Regions from separate parts of the Mus musculus genome. Here regions 1, 2, 3, 4, 6 and 7 are each linked to region 5. A link is a contact called in public capture Hi-C and promoter capture Hi-C data. All regions are on one chromosome and are shown on one strand. Each heading gives the region's core, a stretch centred on a gene start, on an enhancer-like site or on the middle of the called end of the contact. The rest is flanking DNA. Distances are from core to core; before and after follow the strand shown.

Evidence for each region. Promoter capture Hi-C pulls out the DNA fragments that hold promoters and counts their contacts. Capture Hi-C pulls out chosen DNA fragments and counts their contacts.
Region 1: a contact with region 5 is called in a promoter capture Hi-C map of pre-B cells, with 5 times the contacts expected there. The contact joins the promoter of Fnbp4 here to the promoter of Zfp408 in region 5. A contact is called at or near these places in 2 of 39 promoter capture datasets (erythroid cells and pre-B cells), 4 of 115 datasets of contacts at active chromatin or transcription factors (astrocytes, bone marrow-derived macrophages, memory CD8 T cells and 1 more) and 3 of 9 other capture datasets (adipose tissue, liver and macrophages).
Region 2: a contact with region 5 is called in a promoter capture Hi-C map of erythroid cells, with 6 times the contacts expected there. The contact joins the promoter of Slc39a13 here to the promoter of Zfp408 in region 5. A contact is called at or near these places in 14 of 39 promoter capture datasets (the C10 cell line, the HPC-7 cell line, cranial neural crest and 8 more), 5 of 484 Hi-C or Micro-C datasets (B cells, embryonic stem cells, erythroblasts and 1 more), 4 of 115 datasets of contacts at active chromatin or transcription factors (double positive thymocytes, embryonic stem cells, memory CD8 T cells and 1 more) and 3 of 9 other capture datasets (adipose tissue, liver and pancreatic islet).
Region 3: a promoter capture Hi-C map of adipose tissue shows a contact between it and region 5, with 4 times the contacts expected there. The contact joins the promoter of Spi1 here to the promoter of Zfp408 in region 5. A contact is called at or near these places in 4 of 39 promoter capture datasets (the HPC-7 cell line, cranial neural crest, embryonic stem cells and 1 more), 1 of 484 Hi-C or Micro-C datasets (B cells), 3 of 115 datasets of contacts at active chromatin or transcription factors (bone marrow-derived dendritic cells, embryonic stem cells and large pre-B cells) and 1 of 9 other capture datasets (adipose tissue).
Region 4: a promoter capture Hi-C map of liver shows a contact between it and region 5, with 4 times the contacts expected there. The contact joins the promoter of Mapk8ip1 here to the promoter of Zfp408 in region 5. A contact is called at or near these places in 2 of 39 promoter capture datasets (both in liver).
Region 6: a contact with region 5 is called in a capture Hi-C map of macrophages, with 3 times the contacts expected there. The contact joins the promoter of Agbl2 here to the promoter of Zfp408 in region 5. A contact is called at or near these places in 1 of 39 promoter capture datasets (pre-B cells), 1 of 115 datasets of contacts at active chromatin or transcription factors (bone marrow-derived macrophages) and 1 of 9 other capture datasets (macrophages).
Region 7: a contact with region 5 is called in a promoter capture Hi-C map of embryonic stem cells, with 2.7 times the contacts expected there. The contact joins the promoter of Psmc3 here to the promoter of Zfp408 in region 5. A contact is called at or near these places in 13 of 39 promoter capture datasets (the C10 cell line, cranial neural crest, embryonic stem cells and 8 more), 2 of 484 Hi-C or Micro-C datasets (embryonic stem cells and erythroblasts), 4 of 115 datasets of contacts at active chromatin or transcription factors (the SCID.adh cell line, bone marrow-derived macrophages, double positive thymocytes and 1 more) and 3 of 9 other capture datasets (adipose tissue, liver and pancreatic islet).

Annotation. Positions count from the first base shown.
Region 1 is chr2:90,744,235-90,746,934 of GRCm38.p6, forward strand. It overlaps Fnbp4 (formin binding protein 4), which reads left to right and starts at 1,324. Exons shown (of 17, transcript NM_018828.3): 1 at 1,324-1,592; 2 at 2,462-2,554. The coding sequence starts at 1,364.
Region 2 is chr2:91,069,041-91,071,740 of GRCm38.p6, forward strand. Slc39a13 (solute carrier family 39 (metal ion transporter), member 13) reads right to left here and starts at 1,275. Exons shown (of 10, transcript NM_026721.3): 1 at 1,115-1,275. It overlaps Gm39874 (predicted gene, 39874), which reads left to right and starts at 1,311. Exons shown (of 2, transcript NR_166131.1): 1 at 1,311-1,466; 2 at 2,026-2,583.
Region 3 is chr2:91,095,234-91,097,933 of GRCm38.p6, forward strand. Spi1 (spleen focus forming virus (SFFV) proviral integration oncogene) reads left to right here and starts at 1,445. Exons shown (of 5, transcript NM_011355.2): 1 at 1,445-1,760. The coding sequence starts at 1,716.
Region 4 is chr2:92,399,879-92,402,578 of GRCm38.p6, forward strand. It overlaps Mapk8ip1 (mitogen-activated protein kinase 8 interacting protein 1), which reads right to left and starts at 1,385. Exons shown (of 12, transcript NM_011162.5): 1 at 1,151-1,385. The coding sequence starts at 1,248.
Region 5 is chr2:91,648,499-91,651,279 of GRCm38.p6, forward strand. It overlaps Zfp408 (zinc finger protein 408), which reads right to left and starts at 1,293. Exons shown (of 5, transcript NM_001347175.2): 1 at 1,206-1,293; 2 at 653-927. The coding sequence starts at 1,251. It overlaps Arhgap1 (Rho GTPase activating protein 1), which reads left to right and starts at 1,620. Exons shown (of 14, transcript NM_001359970.1): 1 at 1,620-1,754.
Region 6 is chr2:90,781,364-90,784,063 of GRCm38.p6, forward strand. Agbl2 (ATP/GTP binding protein-like 2) reads left to right here and starts at 1,364. Exons shown (of 18, transcript NM_178755.4): 1 at 1,364-1,397; 2 at 2,213-2,310; 3 at 2,623-2,700. The coding sequence starts at 2,663.
Region 7 is chr2:91,052,646-91,055,345 of GRCm38.p6, forward strand. It overlaps Psmc3 (proteasome (prosome, macropain) 26S subunit, ATPase 3), which reads left to right and starts at 1,371. Exons shown (of 12, transcript NM_008948.2): 1 at 1,371-1,686; 2 at 1,930-2,013; 3 at 2,334-2,459. The coding sequence starts at 1,603. It also overlaps Gm13778.

The DNA.
Region 1 (2,700 bases), core at 74-2,573, 900 kb before region 5:
CTTGAAATCTTCCTACCTCTGTCTCCACTGAAATTATAGACATGAACCATGACAACTACTTCCAGTGTTATTAGAACACTTCAGTAGCTCTCCAGGAGTACAGTGCACCATCTTTAGGCATTATTTCTCATCTTCTGGCCTGCTGTCATTAGTCTAGAAGCAATCAGGGATGGGTGGAAGGAGTGGGTCCTGGAGAAAATCAGCATTATCTTGCGTGGTAACTATCTCTGGGGAGAACATTAATGACTCAGGATGTCACCTGACTCTAGGAATGGGGAACAAGGAAGACTCAAAATGTAAAGAGCTCAGCCTCAAGGTGGAGGAGTTGGAGGTAGGGCAAAAAAGTAGTGTTTACAGAAGTAGGATGAGGTAAGGCTTCGGTATCCCATATGAACAGTTTGACTGTTTCCAAGGTCCAGTCATTTTCCCTACTAATCACGTCGTATTTCGTTTTAAAGAGCCTACTGGGGCTGGAGAAATGGCTCAGCGGTTAAGAGCACTGACTGCTCTTCCAAAGGTCCTGAGTTCAAATCCGAGCAACTACATGGTGGCTCACAACCATCTGTAATGAGATCTGATACCCTCTTGTGTATCACAGCTACAGTTTACTTACATTTAATAAATAAATAAACCTTTGGGTTGGGGCGAGCGGGGCTGGAGCAAGAAAGTGGGGAGAGAGCCTACCGTAAACCCATCACTTGGGAAGCAGAGGCAGGCGGATTTCTGAGTTCCAGGCCAGCCTGGTCTACAAAGTGAGTTCCAGGACAACCAGGGCTACACAGAGAAACCCTGTCTCGAAAATCAAAAACAAAACCAAAACAAAACAGAAAAAGCCTACCGATGTATAAACACCCAGCATCATCATTGTTTAATACTATACCCCAAAGAAGCTACAATAACCAAGAGAACTTGCAGAAGGGTGCAATGTATCTTTATCTTCCTCAAAGACAAACAGCAATAAGCAGCTGAAAATAGCTACAAGATGGCGGACAAAGCCCTAAAGAAAAGACTTGGCTAACAGCGCATGGTGCAACCCCAGTCTAAGGAAGTCGCACACACCGCGGGCCCTTCCGCACTATTGGCGCGAAGTCCTGTCTTTTCCCTTTGCTATTGGCTACCGAGTCCGTCTCAAGTCAAAACAGCCAATCGCCTTTTCCCTGAACAAAGCCCACCCACCATGGATGGAGCGGAACGTGCGTAAAAGCACCGGGGCGCAGGCCGCATGCGCAAGTGCACCGCGCCGGTTAAAAGCGGATCTCCTCGGGAGGCGGTGCCACGGTTCATGAATATTGATTACGCACCGGGGCGCTGTGCGCCCGCCCCACTAATCTGCCGTCGTTCGCTGCTCGCGCTCCGGCTCATGATGGGGAAGAAGTCCCGGGCGGTACCCGGCCGCAGGCCTATCCTGCAGCTCTCTCCACCGGGTCCTCGGAGCAGCACCCCGGGCCGGGATCCCGACCCCGATCCGGATCCCGAGGCAGATTCGACTGCGGCGGCGACAAGCCAGTCAGCGCCGGCAGCAGCGACGGCGGCGGCCGCGACGTCGCCCGCGGTGCCTGCCTCCGCTGCCCCAGAGGACTCGCCTTCAGAAGGTAAGGGCGCGCGAGAGGAGCCCTGCTTTTATTTGGGACGTCTGAAACTCGAGCACGGGGCTTGCGGCCTAGGTTCCCGGGTGTCTCTTCGGACCCGGTGAAGAAGAGAAACCCTGGCGGGCGAGGTACACCTCGGCTGCCAGCGATCTGGGGCCCGCGGGACGGCGGTCGGGGACTCTGGGAGGCGGAAGGCCGGGCCCGGACTCATCTGAGGCGCCTTTGCGGTGCAGGGGTTTCTCCCCGGAACCTGTGCCGTCCACCGAGGCTTGGGACCCCAAATGTCTCCTAGATGACTCCCTTCGATCTTAATAACGCAGAAGGTGGAGGGCAATTTCCACGTGCGAGCCTTGAGGCGGTTGAACCTGGCCTTCTCTACTTGTCACGCTTGGTTTCGTTTTTGTTGAAATGGAGACACCACTCTTTAGAAGTGAACAAACCCATATTTTTTTCTTATGCTAGACAAAGCATCGGTAACCCCAGACTTAAGGGAAAGTGACAAAACCTGTGTGTGGGCTTTTCTGGAATTGTGTTTGGGTTTAGGGTAACAATTGCATGGAGTAGATGCCGGAGAAGCTATACTGTATCAAACATTAAGAATCAGATTAATAGGATGTACATAACGTGTGGAAACGTGCAGAAGTATTTATGCATGTTAATTGTTAAGTATTGCAGGTGCCATTTTCATAGTGTTCACGTTCTTACTGTCGCTACCACTAAATGAATGGAAGGGTAGATCAGCTTGTTTTTTGTCTTCTTAGTTTGCATCAGTGATACACGCTGGTTTTATAAGTTGATTCAGGCTGAAGGTCAAGCTTTGGACCCTGGCCCACTGACTGACTGCAGCTTCCTTTTGTGCATTCCAAATACAGATGAACAAGAAGTGGTGGTGGAGGTCCCCAACGTTGTTCAGAACCCTCCAACACCAGTCATGACCACCAGACCGACAGCCGTCAAGGCAACAGGTAGAGATTTTTGTTGTTGTTTTTGCCTTTCCCTTAAAATATCTTTTATTAAGTTGAAAGATAAAAGTGTGCAGCTGGGTTGTTGGATGGTTAAATGTTGCTAATTTATTATTTCTCATAAAAAGTCGTTGAAGCTTTTCTAGGAT
Region 2 (2,700 bases), core at 25-2,524, 580 kb before region 5:
GGAGGGACCATCCCTGTTGGGTGCCTCTAGCTGCCAGGAGAGGCTTGGCTGCCAGAATGTGCCGGTAAAGACACCCCAGGGTCTAAAGCCAGCACTGTTTAGCTTGATGGCGTGGTACAAAGAAACACAGGTGGGGAAACTGAGTCATAGTCCAAACCTCTTCCTCCTAAATGATCTTATTCTTGGGCACCAAGAGACAAGAGGTGGGGCTGAAGAGAAGAGATGCCTCACAGTTGCCAGAGCCAGAGGCTGTGGTAACTAACTTATGGCTAATTAATTTGGTGCTCTAGATTGTTAACTGACTGTAGTCCCTTATGAGCCTGAGCCTCAGTGTCCTCATCAGGGAATGGATGAGGTAACAGAGCTCCCTAACAGCGATGAATATGAGGTGAACTTGACAATGCAGGTAGCTGCTGGCATCGAGGAGGGAATGCAAGTCCTCTGAATGCCAGGGGAGGTCTGAAGCACTCGCAGAAGGAATGTGCTCTGCAGACTGATGGCAGCCGGATGGGGATGTGAGTCAACCAAGCCAGAAGTTCAATCTGGAAAGTTTAAATGTGATCTGCCCCGTCTTCTACTGGCTGTGACCTTGAAACTGCCTCAGTTTCCTCATCTGCCAATGGATGTTAAGAGAGAAATCATCGGTCTCTGATTGGTGGGCTACAAGCCTATGTCTGGAATCTTCAGGCCATAATTAGTGACCCCTGCCCCAGCCCTCCCCGACCCCTCGCGGCCGCCACTGCCAACACCAGCACAAACAAACGAGCAAAGCTTCACTGGGACCAAGGCAGGCCCTCGCCAGGCCAAGACCTTAGCGGGTCATGCAGAGGCAAGGGGGGACCACAGGTTCAGCAGAGAAGTATGGGGTATGGAGAGAAAGGAGAAAGCAAGAGAAAGGAAAGTCAATAAAATGAGCTAGAATGTCTGGTGGAAGGAGAAGACAAGAAGCGGGGCAGCAGGGAGGGCTGAGGGGCAGAGCGTGGGACGTCAGAGGTAAAGAGCCAAAGAGCAGGCAAGTTCAACTCCTAAACTGAGGACGAGTCGCGACAGGTTTGGGAACTGACACGGTCCATCCCGCCCCGGACGCCGGCCTGAGGGTCCAGCGATCACTCACCGCGCAGTGGCAGAGGTGGCAGCGGCAGCAGATGCAGCGCTCCGGGCGGGCCCGGCCATCCAGCTGCAGTGTCGCGCCCCGCCCCGCTCTGCCTCGCCCGGCCCCACCACTAGGCCCCCAGCCCGGAGCCACCCCCGGCGTGCAGCCACGTCACACGGGACAGTCCGGAACCCGACGCGCGCGGCTCCGGGGGGCTAGACGGAGCGACGGCGGGGGAGGCGCTTCCGCCTCATACCATGGGGGACCCGCGCGGTCAGCGCACTTCCGCTCGGGGCGGATTCTGGGGCTGCGGGGAGAGTAGGACGGAAGTGGGTACCCTCGTGGGCATCGCGTTTAGCCAAGTTAAGCTAGGGTGAGGGCGGCACCCACGCGGGAACCGGGATCAACAGGGCGGCGGGGCTTCAGTGTGGCGTCCTTCTGAGGATGCAGTTCCAGCAGTGGCCACACGGGGGCGCGCACGGCTGCCAAACCGCTCCGTCCCGGGACGAGAGCAGGGCTATGGCTCTCTGAGTCAGCAGGCCTGGCTCCTCCATGAGCTAGGGAAAGGGGAAGTGCCTGCCGCAAGGAGGGGCCTGGCTCTGGGTACCTCAGAAGAGGGAATTTTATTCTTACTCATCGAATTATTTTTATGCTTTGGTTTTTCACTTGGAACCTCAGGCCACCGTCTCCAGGACTGTAACCCTTTGAAGTCCAGTACACGTTTCTAGAGCCTGTGCCCTGGAATTTCAAGCCAGGATACAACAAAGGACTTGGTGTTCTCTTACCCTGACAAAGCTGTACCTGAACTCTTAGACCGAAGGAGCAGTTAGTGGCAATAACAATGGCTACAGTTCTCTGATCTAGGGTAGCCCTTTACTGACCATTTACTCAGTAATCAGTGTTAACTTTACCAAATCGTTTTTATCTTTCAGGTGGGTACTGACTGTTGACCTAGGGTCAGACATATGTCACACATATGGCAGAGGCGGAATTCAACTTGGATGTACCTCTCCCTAGGGCGTGCGATGGCCACCTCATGTCTAAGCTGGAGCTAAGGTGTGGATGTGGCCTAACACCCCCCACTCCTTTGCGATCCGATACATGTTTGCATCCTTCTCTGGGAATCAGCCAGTAACTGACATGGAAGACATTCAGCAGAGGCCGAATGAGTGCTCCCCTGGGCTGGCTGTGACAGAGTGAGGGGCTCATTAGTCCTCACCTACCATTGCGGCTCTCTATGGTCCCTTGTTCCTTCTGGGCGCTCCGAGAGCAGACCGAACTCACACATCACAGTTGATGCCCTACCTCACAGTGTGTGTTTGTGTGTGTGGTTGTTGTTGTTGTTGTCGTTTTACTTTGAGATTGGTTCTATGTAGCCCTAACCCCCTGCCTGTTCTGGAACTTTCTATGTAGATGTGGCTGACTTTGAACCTACAGAGATCTGCCTACTTCTACCTCCTCAGTGCTAGAATTAAATACGTGTGCCACCACTCTTGGTTTATTTATTTATATATTTTTGACATAAGGTCTCATGTAGACTACCCCTAAACTTATTATATAGCAGAGAATGACCTGGAACCTGTGGACTGCCTGGATAGATGTGCCCT
Region 3 (2,700 bases), core at 195-2,694, 550 kb before region 5:
AGGCAGGTATAGAGCGAGTTCCGTGACAGTCAAGGCTACACAGAGAAACTGTCTCAAAAAGACAAAAACAAAACAAGTTCTTGCTCAACCGAGCAGTCTCCCTAGAGGTGTGTGTGTCCTTGGAGTCAGAAGTGGGGGACAGGTGTGTGTGGAGGAAAAGAACTATTGCTCTACTCTCTAGACTGGATGTCTGAAGGACAGGAAACCCTTCCACTTTCCCAGAACTCAGCATAGAGCTTGGTTAACATAGGGAAGATGCATGGATGGATGGATGGATGGATGGATGGATATGTAAATAGGTAGACTGATTAATAGTTAAGTGGATGGATGGGTGGATGGATGGTTGGATGGATGGATGGATGGATGGATGGATGGATGGATGGATGGAAAAGTGCATTGAGAATAGATAAGTAGATGAGTAGACTGGGAGATGGATGGATATAGGCAGACTAATGAATTAATGGATATATAGATTAAGTGAATAGATGGATGTGTGGGTGGAAGAATGTATGTGTAGACAAATGATGGATGGATGGACAGATGGATGGATGGATGGATGGATGGACAGGTGGCCAGATTGACAGAAGGTCATATAGTAGATAAAGAAATAAAAATACAAACTGTTAGCAGATGGATGGGCTGATGTACGGACAGACAAGTGGCTAAATGAGCACGTTGCTAACCGCGAGGGTAAGCAGACGAGCTGACTGGCAGCTCAGAAATGAGCAGTTGGTTGAACAGAGATGTGTAGACGGATGGGTGGTGTGATGGGCTGGAGAGATGAGCAGACAATCAGAAAGAGACAAGGATAGGAAAACAGAGGAAAGAAGAAACGTGCGAGGAAGGTTTATAAAGGAGGAAGTCTAGATCGTAACGTTCAAGGGTTGGAGAAACCGGGAGAACTGGGCTGGGAACAATGTCCTTAGGGATCTGACACCAGCTGTGGTACTTAGCTGGGAGGGGAGGGGATCAGAAGCCAATGTCCTTCCCAATTGGAAGGGAAGCCCACTTGAGAAGTCTGGAAAGGAGATAAAATGTGGGAGACCCAGTGTCTACTGTTGGCCCTAATTGGCTTAGGACGATCTAGCAGATATTGCAGGGCCTACAGGAAGAGCCAAGCCTGGCAGCCTTGGGACCAAAGTCCTCCACCTGACAAATTCACCCTCAAAATTAGGGATCCACGCTCTCGCTATTCTGACCCCCCGAAGAGGGGACTCTTGGCCACCAGAGGGGACTGAGAAGAAATCGGTATTATTAGGCTAAAAGAACAGTGGACTACTTCAGCAAGGCCTAGCGACCGGAGCAGCAGAAGCCTTCCATGGTAGTGCTAGCCTTTCTCCCTCCCAGCCCCAGTTTCCTCTGGGCAGGGGCCTGGCCCCCTGTCTTCCCAGGGCTGCCCTTTGAGAACCACCTGCCCCAGCCGGCCAGAGACTTCCTGTAGCGCAAGAGATTTATGCAAACGGGCTGGGGCGGTGATGTCACCCCAAGGGGACTATCTCCCAGTGGCAGGCCCTTCGATAAAATCAGGAACTTGTGCTGGCCCTGCAATGTCAAGGGAGGGGGCTCACCCAGGGCTCCTGTAGCTCAGGGGGCAGGCCTGAGCCCTGCGTCTGACCCACGACCGTCCAGTCCCCCGACGGGGCACCTGGTCCTGAGGGGGATCCGCCTTGATCCCCACCGAAGCAGGGGATCTGACCAACCTGGAGCTCAGCTGGATGTTACAGGCGTGCAAAATGGAAGGGTTTTCCCTCACCGCCCCTGTGAGTACTGGGGCTTCACTACCAGCCCAGCCTGGGGCTTTGGGATGTGTGACCATCTGCCCACTAACCCACCAGCCCACCCGATGCCCTCCGGCTCCCTATCAGTGGGAAGTTGGTGTTTCCTCCCCGGAGCTGCTGGTCTGAGACCCAGCGAGGGGCCATTGGCTTCCTTAGAGCATGCCCTGGCGGGCTGAGGGTTGCCGGCTGGCCCCATGGTGGGGCTGTGATCGGTGGGGCCTGAACAGCTATTTATAGATGGGTTCAGTGGCAGGCCGAACTCTAGGGCAGGGTTCTGGGTTGAAGATGGCGAGGGCGGCTCCTGAGAGGCCATGGATGAGGAGATCTGGAGACTGGCCTAGGAGTCTCTGGAGGCAACAGGAGAGGTTTCAACTCAAGACCTGTGGGCTCCTGAGGCAAAGGCTATTAGAACTCGAAGTCACCCGTGGGTCCCCAACATTCAGTTTGTGGCCTGGCTGTTGATCCAAGTGTTTGGGCTTTGGGCCTACATGGATCTGAGAGTCTTGGGCAGTGACCAAGACTGGCTTCTTAGGGCCAGGCCGGGCAAGAGAAGAACAGAGCAGAAACCCTGCAGTTAGATTGTGGCTAGAACTTAGCTCAATGAGAAATCGGGTGAAGAATGGACTGGGGCCAGAATGGGACGGAGATTGGGACTGGAGTGAGAAGATCTGGCTAGAGTTAAGGTGGGGCAGGGACAGGGACACTAGCAGGTGGGAGGATCCCACCTGTTCCTCCTGTTTTCAGTGACAGTCACAGCTTTGGGCGAATGGCAGCCCAGAATCCCTTAGAGAGGACCCTCTTGCTTTCTCCTACCCTTGGAGGTGTTGGGGCAGTGAGGAAAAGCTGAGCAGGGCCTGCCCACCTGACTCAGCGTTCCTGAACTAGAGACAGATCTCTTCTCTATCCCTTCCAGCCCTCCGTA
Region 4 (2,700 bases), core at 135-2,634, 750 kb after region 5:
TTCTGGTTCTCTCAGCTGGGTTTAGGGCCTCCTTGGAGGATTCAGGGCCTGATCATACCATTTAAGATCGTGTGTGTGTGTGTGTGTGTGTGTGTGTGTGTGTGTGTGTGTGTGTGTGTGTCTGTGTGTGTGTGTGTGTGTGTGTGTGTGTGTGTGTCTGCCCACCTGAGGACCTGGGAGCTAGAGACCCCTTCAATAGATGACAACTTGGCGCCAGAGCCCAGCTGGGGCCTGGCTGGAGCAAGGGTCCCAGGAGAGAGAAAGGCGCCTGCTCCTGATGGGGAAACAATGAGGTATGTCTCAGCTTCTACATTCTGGAGCAGTGACACCCTTCTCTTCTTCGTCACTCTCTCTCTCTCTCTCTCTCTCTCTCTCTGTGTGTGTGTGTGTGTGTGTGTGTGTGTGTGTGTGTGTGTGTGTGTATGTGTGTATGTGTGTGAAAAGGTGAAGAGAGGACAGTCACCGGTTCAACACATCATGCCTTACATCTCTGAAATTCATTCACCTGGTCTAACATCAGATGGAGGGGTGGGTCAAAGAGGAGCTCAGTTCGGTGTCCTGAGTCTTTACACAGTGGGGACCCCCCAACAGTATCCCTGGATATCCACAGGCAGATTCCCCTCCCTCAAGCAAATTGGGTTTCACTGGTTGAGGCCAATCCTTCTGCACCTGTCCTGAGATACAACTGACCAGGGAGCTGCCCAAATTCAGAAGACCCTGTCCAAGATCGCCTAGCAATCTGACCCATCTGGCCAAGCTAGCTGGGAGAGGGGTTCACGACTCTTCTTAAAGGACCAAGGGTTTTGAATTGGGGCCTCTGGGCCCCCAACCCCTTAGCCTACTTCCACCTTGGGTTAGATACCTTGAACGCGGCAGGATAAAGTCTGGGCGGATTGCTGCACCGGGAATTCCATCCAAACCCCAGACCCACTCCCGCCAAGGTGGAGGGGAAAGGCGACCTCCCAGGTTCCTGCCCCAGATCCACCTCAATCACCCCACCCCATGACACGGAATGGCAGAAGGAGCTGCGGGGGGCCACGCGGTGGCCACCAACCTGGACTGGAGGTTGTGGGGGCTGGGGGCTCGGCCGGGAAAGGACGCCGCCCTCAGGGTCTCCAAGGATCCCGAGGTTCCGGGCCTCGATCCTTACCTGAAATTGGGAGGCGACGCGATGTGCAGTCCCAGGAATGGGGAAGCGGCCGGTGGGGACGCGGCGCCCCCGCCCAGGCCGCTCTCTCGCTCCGCCATTCCGGGGTGCAGCCCTGGCCATCCGGGCGGAGAGCGGCGCGGGAGGCGGCGGCGGCGGCGGCGGCGGCAGCAGCGGAGGCGCGTGGAGGAGGCCGCCGCCGCCGCGGGGTTCGGACTGAGCTGGGGCGGGCGCGGCTCCGGACAGCGCGCCGCTTCGCCTGCGGCCCCCGCGAGAGCGCCCCGCGCGCGCCCCCGGGCCGGCTGGGGTCTTGTGGCCCCGCCCCCGCCCCGCCCCGCCCCGGCGCTCTCCGAAGTGCTGACGCTTCGATCCCGTGGCCCTGGGTCCCCTCGGCCTCCCTACACATCCCAGGGACATTCCAAGCACTGGCAAAGCTTTGCTCTCCTCAGAGCTGGACCTAGATCGAGGGCATCAGCGGATGGCAAGATCCTGCTCCCCAAGTCCGTCTTTGGCCTTCCACAGCAACTGGGGTAGGAAAAGGGTTACAGAAGATGGCTGAGAAAGGAGAGATGGTGGTGGAGTGGGGTCCAAGAGCAGTCAGCTATGGGGCCAGGTGACCTAAGACCACAGCTTGGTTCCACAAGTGAACAGGCAGTGGAGAATTGCATTAGTGACCTCATAGTTCCAAGGCTTGTCTTTCCCATGTGTGAAATGGAATATGAGCCCTCCATGAGCATGGGGAGGAAGAAAAACGATAGAAATACTTGTCCCTGGGAGCTGGGAACACCCACCTGTGCACTGGGATCACCTCCCGCAGAAATCTCTGAAGGCCACCTCTATCAAGACCCACCCTTTAGTTTTGTTTTGATTTTTGAGACAGGGTTTCTCTGTATAGCCCTGGAACTCACTCTGTAGACCAGGCTGGCCTCGAACTCAGAAATCCGCCTGCCTCTGCCTCCCAAGTGCTGGGATTAAAGGCGTGCGCCACCATGCCCGGCCTAAAAATGTGTAGCCCAAGCTGGCCTCCAACTCGTGATCCTCCTGCCTCTGCCTCCTTCAGCAAAGACCCCCTTGAGCCCTGACCACCCCTGATAACCTGAGTGATGCTTTTGGTTTCTTAGCCCTGTGAAGCCTCTGTATGCCAGGACTACCCCATCACTTGTTTTTCTTTCATTTCCAGTTTGTCCTGGAAGTTACCATGTAGCCTCAGCTGACTAAGAACTGATGACAATCTTCTTGAGTCTCCTGCTAAACTGGGGGATTAGTGTGAACTCCTGTGCCCAGTTCTCAGCACCTGTCTTCCCACTGCGTTTTCTATCTAGCACCCCTTTTGCACTCACACAGTCCTGAACTGGCTTCTCCTACCCTAAGGCCTAGGACCTTCCTCATCCCCAGGGCCGGATTCTTGAGAGCTTTGTGGTTGCTTCTGTTCCTTGCACCCACTCTGGGTCTAGCTGTGCTTTCTTCCTGGTTCTCTATTGGGTTTTCTCACACAACACCGTTTACCAAGACTCGAGTCCCCGTTTTTGGTGGCTCAGAGAGCCTCCCTGCCA
Region 5 (2,781 bases), core at 43-2,542:
AACTCTGTAGACCAAGCTGGCCTCGAACTCAGAAATCCGCCTGCCTCTGCGTCTGCCTCCCCCCGCCCCCCTCCCACCCAGTGCTGGGATTAAAGGCGTGTGCCACCGCGCCCAGTTCTATGGTGCTGTTTTATATCTTCAGTCAGTGAAGACCAGAGAGTCCACTCACCTCTCCTTAAAGGTGTGGAAAGCTCTAAACAGCACAGCCTTTCAGCAAATACCAAACAGAAAACGCTGCAAGAGCACCAATACTTTTAAACAATCCTTACTAATGCTTACAAAGCACAGGCGTATTTGGCTTGCATCGTGTCCTCTGGTCTTCCAAAGGATCTCGGTAACAGCCACAACTTTCTTTTACAGGTGAGTAATATTAGGTGTGTAATTTAGCTAACTAGTTAACAGGTTTGAATCTGATCCTGGTAACCTTAGCTTCTGACCTTTGTCTCTGCCAACACAGTAGGAATTCAGGTTCTCACAACTTCTTTGCATCTGCTTTAGTTACTGCTGCTTAGGTAGAGCAAGACAGCGCTGCAATGAAGGGACAATTATTTCTCGAGTTTGAAAATATCCTGCTTCTAACAAACTGGAAGAGCTGTCCGGAAATGTCTGAACCTCCCCCAAACTTTCAGACAGATGTCCGACTCCTCAATACCTCCTCGTGCGGTGTCTTCATTCCCTCGCCCTTCTCCAGGACGGACTCATCTTCCAGAGGTCCCCAATGCAGGCCGGGCTGCAGGGGTGCTCCTACACACCAGACCCCCAAGTGCTGATTCCTGGATCTCGAGGGGCCCACGGCCAAGCCCTGGGGGAGGCTCCTTAGAACAAGGATGGCAGGGCTCGTACCCGGCGGGCAGGCTTTGAGGCCCGGAGCAAAGCCTTTTCCGGAAGGGCTCCATCCTGAATCCTGGCCCAGGGGTGGCTCTGGGGCTGCAGGGAGACGGGAAGGCAGTAAAGGAGTGGTCCATGAAGGCGTGGGGTTGGGGAAAGAGAGGTACAGGGTCAGCTATGACCCAAGAGTCCGAGGGATTAGCAAGGTTCTAGTTAGTAGGGCCCTTGAATGGTTGGGAGGGAGTCTAGTCTCTTAGGGCACCGGAGCAGGATCCCAGGCTCAAGAGAAAAAGGGATGTAAGGGAATGCGCTGACTAGAAAAACGCTGTGGCCATCTAGTCCAGGGCTGAGGGTCGCAGACATCGCAGGTCACTCACGGTGCGGCTCTATTTTCCCCAAGATCACCTCCTCCACCTCCTTCATCGTGGGACAGAGATTCTCTCGCCACTCCCCTCTACCGGAAGTGAGCGTTTTTGTCCCGGTTCCTCCCGGAAACAGTCCTTGATTTTCAAATTTAAGCTCAAGGAAGAATCCGGGTGGTTAGGCATCATTGAAGGATGGACCTGGGAGTTTGGAAGTACTTGACAGATAAAACCCTGTCCGATGGGCGATACGAACCTAGGATTTCAGAGGCCCGCTAGTTTCCTGCATCTGGAAAAGCGGAACCCAACTCACTCACTTTAGGTAGCGGCGAGTCGGACAGCTCGGCTAATTAACCTCACATTTTGTCAGGTGATTGCCGGAAGTGGGCGGAGCACCAAGAAAGCCTTGTTTGGTCCGGGCAGCAAGCCGGAAGTAGGTAGAAGAAATGGCGGAAGTGGTTGGGGAGCTGGGGGCCCCCGAGGGGGCGGTTCCCATTCCCATCTCGGAGCCGGATGTTTGCCGAGCTTTGACAGGCGTGGCAGAGGAAGCATTGCCGGAACGAGGTGAGCTGCGGAGCGCGGGGTCTCTTTGGGCGTGGTGGTGGGGAAGAGCTGCTCTGGTCAACGGAAGGAATTGGGTCGGAAAGGGGAAAATCCGAGGCAGTGGGTCGGGAGTGGAATTGGGCCCGAGGGCCTGGGTCTCTTCGCTGCCGGGATTTTTCCCATTTCGGCGCCTGCAATGAGAAGACAGCCACTTTCTCTGACTTGTTCCTGCCCTCCCTCTGCAAGGCATAGGCCAAGCCAGAGCAAGCCGGTGGGAGGGAGGGAGAAGTCGTCCTGATCAGATCTGGCATAGCACTGAGAGCTAGAAATCAGGGGAAGTGATCCACCTTGTCACTTGATAGGCCGTGCTTTCATCTCACTTTCTTGTGAAACGAAATACACTCCATTCGTTGTTTGTTTTCGGACTCTATGCAAACATGATTATAGTTTAGAGTTGCAGCCTTGTAGGATTTGGGTTTTTCCAAAGTCACAAAACAGTCTGATTCCAGCACCAGCAAGTACTGTGACTTCAGTTTGCCCTGAGAAGTCTGGCTGCCCTTTCGTGGCGCCTCTTGGATCCCAGTGAACTTTGTGACCGACAGTCACTTAAGATCACTGTTGAGGGGGTTGACTTTAACCTAGAGAACACCTCAAACTGGAACTTGTGGGTTAAAATCCTGCGTCTGGGTTCTATGATCTGTAGCAGTTTGCTCCCTCCCTCCCTCCCCCCGCTTTTTGTTCAAACTGTAAAATGGTTTTTATAGCATATGCTGAACTACTAGTGCAGTTGTGAGGTGAATTTGTGCCCAGTTCATAGTACAAATATCCGTTTCCTTCTCCACTTATGAAATTCATTCATTCATTCATTCAGCTAATGACAGTCTGCTATGTGAAGACTCTGAATAAACTCTGGTGCTATGTGCATCACTCTGAATAAATTGCTTTGGTGTGTGTGTGTGCCCGCGCGCGCTCTCTTGTCGCGCATGTGCTGGAGAGACCCTGTGTATGCAGGCAAAGCGCTCTACCACTGAGCTATGGACTTAGCCCT
Region 6 (2,700 bases), core at 114-2,613, 870 kb before region 5:
TTTCTTTACATATATGGATGTTTTGTCTGCATATACATCTATCTACACCAGAAGAGGGATCCCATAGGACTATAGTTGTGAGGCACCAGGTGGATGCTAGGATTTGAATTCAGGAAGTGCAGCCAGTGCTCTTTGCCTCTGAGTCATCTCTTCAGCTCTGAGGTTTGCCCTTAAAATAGCACATCTTTACTTTTAGACAATAGGGTCATTTAGTCGATGGAGACTCACACAAGTCCTTGAACAAGTCTCAAGTAACAGTGGGGCTCAGCTCTGAAAGCTCTTCCAGATGATCCAAATTTGGTTTCCAGCGTCCACAAGACCACATCGGGTCTCCCACTCTAGGGAGACCTCTGACCTCAGTGGGCGGGCACCTGCACTCACAACAAGCACACGGATTAAAACAATGTTTAAAAATCAAGGCTGGGGGGCTGGTGAGATGGCTCAGTGGGTAAGAGCACCCGACTGCTCTTCCGAAGGTCCAGAGTTCAAATCCCAGCAACCACATGGTGGCTCACAACCATCCGTAACGAGATCTGACTCCCTCTTCTGGAGTGTCTGACTTACATATAATAATAAATAAATCTTTAAAAAAAAAAAAACAAGGCTGGCTAGATAGTCTAGAAGGTTTGTGTTTGCCTGGCACTTGAAACTCATGCAAAGGCAGAAGGGAAGAACTGACTCCATAAAGTGTACACATGTTCCCCTGCTCATCCTGCACATGCAAACAAGAGTGAAGGGGAGGCGGCTGGTGAGGTTGTTCAGGGGCTAAAAGCACTTGCTCTTTGAGCAGCACCCACTTAGCAATTCAAACAGCTCACAACTGCAGGTAACTAGCTCCCTAGGGATCTGAAACCTAGCCTCCAGGTGAACACACACACACACACACACACACACATTTTTTTAAAAAGGAATAATTACTATTTTAAACCAAATCAAGACAAGGCAGGGATGGGGGAAGGACATTTTACGTTTGTCAAAGGGAGAAGAAATGAAGTAAACTAGAATGAACCTGATTCCTTCTCTCTAGGACTGACCTCGTGTTCTCCTAGTGTATCTGCTCTTTTTAAATAACTCTTGGCTGCTTGCTACATACAGTTCTAACCCTCACCAGCCCCCAAAGGAATAGAAGCTTCAGGCCCTTGAACAAAGTAAATTACCTTTACAACTACCGAAAGTAGAAATATGAAGGCCCTCGGCACTGTTCTACTCATCAGTCCCCAGACTGTGTCTGTAAAGTTTGAGATGAAATTTGAATCAGTAAACCGTTGGAATGTGAAACGCAAGTTGCCTGACATCCCAAGGCTCGCAGCTTACAGATGAGGGCGGGGTCCTGCCCTCCTTCCGCTTCTGGCTCCCGGTTGCTAGGCTCCCAGGGTCCTCGCAGAAAACTCCAGCAGGTGAGCTGAGGGACTGGGCCTGCGAAGGAGCGCCCTAGCTGGCAGGGGACAAGCAGGGGATCCCAGGCAGGAAGGGAGTGAGAGGACAGGAAGTGCAGGGGGGCGAGGAGAGTGCCGGGGGGGGGGGGCGGAATGGGGAGAGGGGGGCAGAGGGCGAGGAGGGCAGGGGGCAAGGAGCTTTGGGACGGACAGGACTCCAGGCTGGCCTCTGCAGAAAGAGTGAGAGTGGAGAGATGGAGAAGCTCCTGCAGCGTCCACCCGGCCTGGGGACCAGCTGCGGGGAAGGGGTAGCCAGGCAGCGCGGTGTCACCCCGCGGGCTCCGGTGGAAACTTCTGCTCTGTCCTTCCTTGGGCTTGCCTCTGGGCAGTCCACACTCCGAGGCAGGGCGCTCAGAACTGAACGTTTCCAGGGCTCTCGCTTCCGACCCCTGACCTTTCCTTTTCAACTGCTCTGAGGCGACTCTGCGCGTGCCCCCAACCCGGTTCCTTTCCCTTTTCTGCGGCGTCCTGGTGTTGGGCATCTGTTCTCAGCGTAAACTAAGCATGGGGCCAATGAGGCTCCTGGTGAATCTAGTGGACCAGGCGTGGGGACACGCAGAGCGCCCCAGCTCCTCAGGTGTGTGCTGGCAACCACCATCCTCTCCTTTCGTAAGACGCCGGCTTGGCAAGAGTTTAACCCCCGAGTGGTTGTGGGTGTGAAAGGGCAGGGTCTGCAGATTTGGTGTTATTTGTTGGCGGTGGTGGTTGGTTAGGTTTCTTTTCACTTTTCCTACGGGGATTTGTAACTTCTGTGTAATCAGCTGTTTGGAAATCAGGCAGATATTGCAGCTGGGTACGGTGCTACTAACTCGCCTACATCATACTATGCGGCAGTAACATGTTCCCGGCGTTGGAAACAGAACTAAAGCCGGAGGTTGGTACACTCTTTTTCCGATAACTTCGCAGAAACCCAATCCAAGGTCAGAAGGTTCACTGTGGTGGCATGCTGGTCCAGCTGGAGGTATATTTGGGGCGGCGGAAGGATGGGCTTTTTAGCCCCGGTTGGCATGGAACTCACTCTGTTGCCCGGACTACCCTTGAACTTGAGTTCTCCTCCTACCTCTGCTTCCCTGGTGCTGGGAGTACTAGTGTTTGCCACCAGACCTGTTGGAGATTATGATTCCCAAAATAGAATAATTCACTATTTGCCTGGCGTTTGCTTGTTTTGTTCCCGTATCCTATGCAGCGTGTTTGGTGCTTTTGGTTAAGAAGTCAGTGTCATCTGAATGAATGTCCTGCTTGAGATGGCTTTTCTTTCACAGAC
Region 7 (2,700 bases), core at 121-2,620, 600 kb before region 5:
TATCGACATAGACTATGTTGAATAGGCAAGCATTGCTTGTTTATAGCTATTTACAACCTGTGTAACTTTGAAAACATCTTTAGACTAAATAAAGCTTATTTCTGTAATTAACTAAACTAGTATCTAACATGACCATAAATGTCATTATTTATGGGTAACTAATTACTAACTTGCCTTTCAGATTATCCTAAACAGTTTGTAATAGCAGCTTTCAGGGACTAGAACTTGGGCTGCAGAGATGGCTCAGTAGGTAAGACTGCTCTTCTGAAAGTCCCAAGCAACCACATGGTGACTCACAACCACCCATAATGAGATCTGACACCCTCTTCTGGTTCATTTGAAGATCGCTACAGTGTACTTATTTATAATAATAAATAAATCTGCCAGTCAGTGGTGGCCTTTAATTTCAGAACTTGAGAGGCAGAGGCAGAGGCAGAGGCAGGTGAATTTCTGAATTCAAGCCAGCCTCGTCTATAGAGTGAGTTCCAGGACAGCCAGGGCTACACAGAGAAACCCTGTCTCGAAAAATCAAAATAAATAAATAAAATTTTTTAAAGGACTAGAACTTTACAGCACATGAGTTGTGTAGATATAATACTTTAAACAAGAGTAGAAACATATATACAGTACATTGTAACAAAAATAACTTCCCTATGTGGACAGTTAGATCTGCATTAATATTAGTAGAAGCAATGGTTTATCTGGGTTTTGTTAGGCTATTTTTGTTTAAGACTCACAGTGTGACCAGAATAGCTAGAAATACACTATGTAGCACAGGGTGGCCTTAATATGCAGCAATCCTTCTGCTTCATCTTTGCAGTGGCTCAGTGTCTGTGATGACAGGCATGTGCCATCAAACCTAGCAGTTTCTTTTCAACCTTTCTCTTTCTTTCTTTCTCTTTCTTTCTCTCTCTCTCTCTCTCTCTCTCTCTCTCTCTCTCTCTCTCTCTCTCTCTCTCTCTCTCTCTCTCTCTCTCTCTCTCTCTCTCTCTCTCTCTCCCTCTCCCCCCCCCCTCTTCCTCCCTCCCTTTTGTTTTTGGTTTTTGAGACAAGAGTTTCTTTGTGTAGCCTTAGCTCTCCTGGACTCACTCTAGACCAGGCTAACCTTAAACTCAGAGATCCGCCTACCTCTGCCTCCAGAGTTCTGGGACTAAAGGCATGCGCCACCACACTGGACATTTTGCAAATCCGTGAATTCCAAGTTTACCTGGGTTCTTAGATTGCACCGGCACCTGTGCAAACTCCTTTTCAGTTATCCGCCAGGCTAAAAACTGCATTTCCCGAAAGACTCCGCGGCTTTCTCCTGCCTCCCGCCTCTTCCGGTTGTGCAGCAAGCCCCGCCCCGCCTGTACGCCGGCCAATAGCAGCCCAGCCCTCGCTCCCGCACAAACCGGAGCAACCGGCGAGCCACGGGGCGGGCCCTGTAGCCTCGGTTTGGTTCGTGGAGTCCCAGCGGCAGATTCGCTCGGAGACGCGGACAGAACCCGTTCTGTCGCGTCAGGAATCGCGGGTGAAGTTCTCCACGGGTGGAGAGAAGACGTTGAGAAAGGCTGCGCTGGGCTCCCTCAGGGGCTCGTGCGCACTCCCAGTTTCGGCCTCTTCATGCAGGAAATGAATCTGCTGCCGACGCCCGAGAGTCCAGTGACTCGGCAGGAGAAGATGGCGACCGTGTGGGATGAAGCTGAGGTGAGTGTTGGGAGACCTGAGGGGCGTCCCAAAGTTTGGGCTATAAGGTTAGACGTTCTTGGAGGCCGGGAAAGGAGGTGGCTGGAAGGCCAGGTCCGGTCTGGACTGGTTGCAGAGCTTCTTGGGTTGTCCCGACTTCATCCTGCTGTTGGGTTAAGGAAGCAGGCGCTGAGGGGGCTGTGGGACCGTGGGATGGCAGCTCTGAGTTACAGTAAATAAGTACTTCTTCTCTTATTTGAACAGCAAGATGGCATTGGGGAGGAGGTGCTCAAGATGTCCACGGAAGAGATTGTCCAGCGCACACGGCTGTTAGACAGCGAGATCAAGGTGGGCTCCTGGCTCCGGTGCAGGCAGCGGAGTTCTCAGATCTCCATTTTACAGATGAGGAACCCGAGGCTCAGAGAGGGATGAATTCACACTCAAACCCATGGAAAATACCTAGCCCTGTCCCACAGCCGCTTTGTCAGGAGGTTTTCCCACTGGCCTCTTGTCCTGACCTCTGCAGTTTGGACATGTACAGGCTGGGCCTTCAGAAAGCCTGAGATCTGGTTGGATGGGTCTCCCGGGTAACCTGGACCTCATCTATTAGAGGGCTGTAATGAATGCAGGCTGAATCAGGGTTGAACATTGGTTTTCTCTTATCCCAGATCATGAAGAGTGAAGTATTGCGAGTCACCCATGAACTCCAAGCCATGAAAGACAAAATCAAAGAGAACAGTGAGAAAATCAAAGTGAACAAAACCCTGCCGTACCTTGTCTCCAATGTCATCGAGGTGTGTGTCTGTGTGTGGGAAGAGGAGGAGGCAGGAGGCTTGGAGACATCTAGGGATGGGGCCCATAGGGTAGAGTGTAAAAAGCAATGTTTAAGTCTGCAAAGACCTTAGAAGTGTCACAGATTTCTGCCATTTTCTTCTTTTGTTCCTTCTTGGGGCAGATGAACTTTGCAAACAGAAGCAGCACCTCAACAAAGGTGTTGTCAACCCCCTAACACATCATCTATGTTTATTAAGCTTA